2 separate regions of the Zea mays genome follow, and region 1 is linked to region 2. Evidence: chromatin contacts called from public Hi-C data. All regions are on one chromosome and are shown on one strand. The core of a region is the stretch at or near the end of the contact, and the rest is flanking DNA. Distances in the headings are between cores, read along the strand shown. Region 1 holds the start of LOC103632209 (formin-like protein 8). Region 2 holds the start of LOC103632168 (DNA repair protein UVH3).

Evidence for each region. Hi-C and Micro-C count contacts between places; a contact is called where the count stands out from the background.
Region 1: a contact with region 2 is called in a Hi-C map of tassel, with 1.9 times the contacts expected there. The contact joins the promoter of LOC103632209 here to the promoter of LOC103632168 in region 2. A contact is called at or near these places in 3 of 25 Hi-C or Micro-C datasets (ear, endosperm and tassel).

Annotation. Positions count from the first base shown.
Region 1 is chr1:22,447,840-22,450,539 of Zm-B73-REFERENCE-NAM-5.0, forward strand. It overlaps LOC103632209 (formin-like protein 8), which reads right to left and starts at 1,315. Exons shown (of 4, transcript XM_008654033.4): 1 at 1-1,315. The coding sequence starts at 1,017.
Region 2 is chr1:22,124,043-22,126,742 of Zm-B73-REFERENCE-NAM-5.0, forward strand. LOC103632168 (DNA repair protein UVH3) reads right to left here and starts at 1,295. Exons shown (of 14, transcript XM_008653991.3): 1 at 576-1,295. The coding sequence starts at 914.

The DNA.
Region 1 (2,700 bases), core at 65-2,564, 320 kb after region 2:
TGGTGTCGGCGCAGCAATAGCCGTGACCGGAGGAAAGCAGTCGCTGGTGAGGCTGGGGAGGCTTCGGCGGGACGCGGTGGTGGTGGTGGGCGGGCTGGACGCGCTGGCCTCACTCCAGGTTTCGCCGCCAACCCCGCCGCCGCCGGAACCCCCGGAGCGCTGGCGCGGCGTGTAGTATGCATCGTCAGAGGAGCCCATTGTGGCCGCGCGGCGCAGCGGCGGGAGCGGCCGGAGCTCTGGGCTCAGGTTGTCGGTGGGCTCGTCGCGGCGCGCGCGCTCGCTGCGCAGCTTGCGGTACGGGGACCCAATGAGATCGGCGGCGGGGGACCCGTGGTGGCGGCCGGGCGTGGTGGGCTCCACCGTGCCGACGTAGAGGAAGTCAGCGGCCGAGGGCGCCGAGTGGTGGCGCGCGGACCCACGGTCGGGGCCGAGCAGCTTCTGCGAGTCCCCTCGGCGGCGCGCGCGGAGCGCGATGAGGAACGCGCACGCGAAGGCCAGCAGCGCGATGGCCGCGGTCGCGGCCGCCCCCGCCGCGACGATGGTCCCCTTGGCAGGGCCGCCGTGGTGGCCGCCATCACCAGACCCTGACGAGGCGCCGGCCGGGACGTTGGAGGCGACGGTGGTTGGCGAGGACGTCGTCGTCGTACCTCCGCCGCCAGCAGGGGCCACCGGTGGCGTGGGAGGGAAGAAGGCGCCAGGAGGTCCGTCCGGCGTCGCCGGGTCAGAGGAGAAGTCCGGCTGCGGCGATGGCGGCGGGGTCCACTCGATTGGGAACAATGGCTGGTGGAGCAGCCTCCTTGCCCCGCCTCCGCCGACATCGCCGGGCGACGACGCGGCGGCCGGCGAGAGACGGCAGCACAGCAGCAGCACGGTGCACGCTGGTAGCAGCATGACGGTAGTGGGAGGCATTGGCGGTGCAGCAGAAGGAGAAGGGGAAAAAAAAAAGTGAACCGAACGGCCGCGGCCTCGGCTTTCTACGGCGATAACATACAATGCTGCCCTCGGCGACAGTAACATACAATGAGGATAGAGGGAGCGAGCGTGGGAAGGGGAGTGGTGGATGCCGCCATTTTTGGTTCCGCCCGCGAGAGTGACATACAATGCTGCCTAGCCCTCGGCGGGGAAGATCAACCGTGCCGCTCACACGTGGCGCGGCAATCGGCTGCTTTCCGTTTGCTGTTTCCGTTCTTTTTTTTTCGTTGTTCTGTTTCTTCCCCTGACTTTCGCCACTTTGGATCTCACTCGCTCGGAAGAAAAGGAGATCCAATCATAAACTAAAGAAATTCCGGTTGTTCATACACGATTACAACCATGAACCGACGAAGGAAAGAAGGTTCATCGACACACTTTTGGTTGAAAAATGGAGATTTTATTTTGTTGCGGTGCCTTTGCAAATTCGGCATGCACTAAAAACAGGCGAAGGAAGGTTGGTGCTTTGTTCGTCGAGGAGGCAAGGAAATATTCCACACCGGGGCAACTAAACACACATGCTGAAAATGGTACCTGATTCTTTGCTTGCGAACAAAAGCTCGATGTGATCGATCTTCTGGGCAGAAAAAGGTCAGTCTAGTAATACCAGAGAGGTACAATGACGAGTGGGCCTGGTCCGGCTCGCTTGTTAGTTAGAATTCATTCCACTGACGTGTGGGGGCTCCGTGACAGTAGAAGGGCACGCCCATCCTGCTCCGGGCGTGCTGCGAGCCTGCGACTAGTACAATGCGACTGGCCGGTCCGCGAGCCGCCGCGACGAACAACTGATACAGCACGGAGAGCCGAGGACGAGGCAGATTTGTCCCGTGGTAGGCACGCAGCTGCTGTTCGACGCCGTCGCTTGCACGCCCATGCCTCAGCTGCTGTAGCTACCGCCGTTACTTTAGCAATGACACATGGCGTGAACCGCAATGATAAAAAAAAAAAAGCTGCGTCGCGCGAAAGCGGTGGTATTATTCGCGCGCGAAAGCAATGGTATTATATGTGTCGTTGATGCTAGTAAGGGTGCTCTCGCATCACATTGTATCATTCCACCTAGTTGGCCAGCAGGGATCTTGGACTGCTTTACTCGCTTTGCTAGTTAGTGATAGCTTGGCTTTAATCCAAAGTGTATTATACGGTGCTGATCTGGCCGGCCTGCTGGAGTGCTCCTCTCGCTCTCCGCTCGGAGATAGAGAGAGAGAGATTTGTTGCAGATGGTACAGGATAAAAATTCCTGTACCATCTTTGGTACGAGGAAGGCGACATAGGTGTCAAATACAGGTCAGGTCATCATTCAGGGAGAGCTCCCGCGAGTGTGAACATCTAACCAAATGTGGACTTTCTATCCTCTTTCATTTTTAGATAACGTAGAAAAATTTCCGGCTTTCCCCTCAAAAGAGGTTAGGGCCAACACAAATTGTTACATCACACTGCTCTATGAAGGGACATACCTCTTCATATAGCCACACATTAGCACACTAAAGGTTTTTGAAACTTAATAAAACCACTGAGATGATTACAAGGCAATCCTATTAGAAAACCTCCAACCAAAATTAACACAAAATTGCATGGCCACCGATTCCCGACGACGACATACATTCTTTATTAAAACTCCATCAGCTTCATCCTTTTGTAGCTAAGCCCAGAATCTAAGCCAGTGTGTACCTCTGAAAAGAACATGCAGATAAGTAAAACTTGAAACATTATTAAAAACTAAGTCATTCCTAC
Region 2 (2,700 bases), core at 45-2,544:
AAGTTTGTGGCTCTGGTGCAACGCACATGCATATATCTAATTGGGAAAAATGACAGAAACATACTCTGTTAGGAACAAAAGTTACATGATGATGGTTATTCGGGTGAATGTGGAGGATACACATACACTGCCTTCTGCGCTACGATTATAAATATGATGCACTGCAAACTCTGTGCCTAACATTGATGATTTTGCACTAAGCGATTCGGGATGCCAGTATTCCACCTCTAATCAACCGAGAATTTGGTTTTTTGGGACTCCAAACAATTTGCTTCGCACTTTTGTCGTTCGTAGCATTGACTTCGCAAAAATTGGATTCAAAACATGTCCAACTTGATTTTAATGCCATTTTGGATTTTTTTTGTCCTTCTATGCGTGATTGCGGGGAAAATGTCCAAAATGGCATTGGAAGTGTGACATGTTGAGTCATATTGTCAATATTACGAATAGCAAAAGTGTGAATAGCATTGTTTGGAGTCTAAAAATCCAAATTTCTCTAATCAACCAGACAACCACCACCCGTATCGTGTAAAAAAAGGGGGAGAAAGGGTAGGTAACGGAGAGAAGAGACTCACATGGGAGAGCAGGAGTTTCTCGGCGGTCTTTCGGACCTTGGCCTGCGCGGCGTCACGGTGCCTGCGGCGGGCAGCGAGGGTGCGGCGCTTGAGCGCCGGCGTGGCGCCATCGAAGACGAATACGGGGCGAACACGGAGGAAGAGGAGCTTGCAGATGCGACGGAGGAACCCTAGGAGGTGCGCGTCCCGGACCATCTCGCCGCTGTCGTCCCGCATCGCCCGCATGAACTGCACCATCCAGATGCTCGCGTCCACCGCCACCCGCTTGCCCGCAAGGGTCTCCACTGAGACGCGTCGCCCAACCGGAGCCAGTAGTTCCCACAGACCGTGAACTCCCATCTCCTTCTCCCGGGCGCCGACGGAAGAGGTGGAGAGTGCCCTCGGCGGCCGGCGACTCTGGAGAGGCGCAACGTTGACGCGACGCCGAGGAGGAGGCCAGGAGCGGAGGGGCCTGTTGTGCCTGTCGCTAGGGCCACGACCCACGACCACGAGCCTACGACTCGCGAGATTTTTGTCATTATAAAACACACATTATGATTCGTCGAAACGAATGCGTTGAGGAGGGATTCGACGATCTACGATTTAGACTCAAAATCTCTTTCTGCGTGTTTGGTTATGTGGACGCGCTTGGCCAGATCCTCCGCATGCATTAGCTAAGCCTAAGCTTTTGTTTGTTAACCTGTATGCAGGGGGCATGGGCTGCATCCGCCCATGCAGCACAGGCTAAAAAAAAGGCTCTTGGCTGCATGTGTGGAGAAGATTATATCAGGCGTACCTGGCGGCCCAGGCTCGCGTGCGCCAGGCTTAACCTCTGCACCAAACCAAACACATGGTTTGTGTGCGTAGAGACCGGCAATTAAGCACGACGATGTCACGTCGTGACCTTGCCATCACTCCTCCATCCATTCTCTCTTCCAGCGAGATCTGTCTTCTAGCAGGGAGAAACCCTAGTCGTCGCCTCTTCAATGGAGCGGGTTCCTCCGGTTGAAGCTGTAGCCGATGCGTACGACGCCGCCAGAGCAGCTGTCGTTGCTGCAGCAGAAGCCCATTCGGCCGCCATCATTGCCGAGAAGAGGCAATCGCTGCTGTGAAGTATGCAGGAATTGCTCGCGAAAAGTTTGAAGGAGTTGTTGATTCAGTGAAGAACTCAACCTTTGTCTATGCTAATGTCAGTGATGAGGCTTTGATAATATTTCTCCACACTATTTATTTTCTAGAGATCGACCTTTTGTTTCTCCATAATTTATTCGTCCCTGCATATATTATTGTATGCATGTAGTGTAACCGTGTACTCCATTGCTTTTATCCTCTCTCTCTCTTGTTCATTTTATTAATTACCCTGGGTACGTGTGCTGTACTAGTATTGTTGTACCTGCATAGATTATTGTTGTACCTGCATAGATTATTGTTGTACCTGCATAGATTTTACTAATCAACATTGTCCCTGCATAGATTATTGTTGTACCTTGCCCGGAATAAACCAGCCTGTTCGGCTGATTTTTAGCATAGACGCCATTTATGGCACCGTGTTGTTTGTATTCCCTTGTAGCTGGTACTTGTTTCTTGGTTATTTACATGACAATGTTGATTTTGTACAAGACAATGTTGAGTTGAAGTATCATGTTAGTATCAAGAATTATCTGTGATACGCGATTCAAGTGATGAGGAGACAATCAACATTGTTGCATACAATTAATTCTATCTGTTCTAGTATCCCAGAAGTTGAGGGGGGCAAGATAGGGAAGGTTGTTGGCCACCTGGACCATGTCTGCAAGATGCTCGAGAAGACTTCTATTGTCTGCCAACAAGATTTGGATCATAAGTGTCCTAGTTGAGACCTATTTGATCCCCCTTCGGATGTTGATGATCACCCTGATGTTGATGAACTGCTAGAAGGATACAACTCATCAGATCTGGAGCTGTGGGAAATGGCGTTTGAGGACCGAAAGTGGGAGGAGAATAAAGTGGTTGTCTCCTTGGCTGAGCATTGTCGTATCATGGGATACAATTACGAAGAGATTTATGATCGTACTTGTCGGTGTTTCGACCCCGGGGGTCCCTGGACCGACGAGTAAATTGTCGCTGCGTGTCCCAGCCCAGATGGGTCGGCGCGAGACGGAGCACA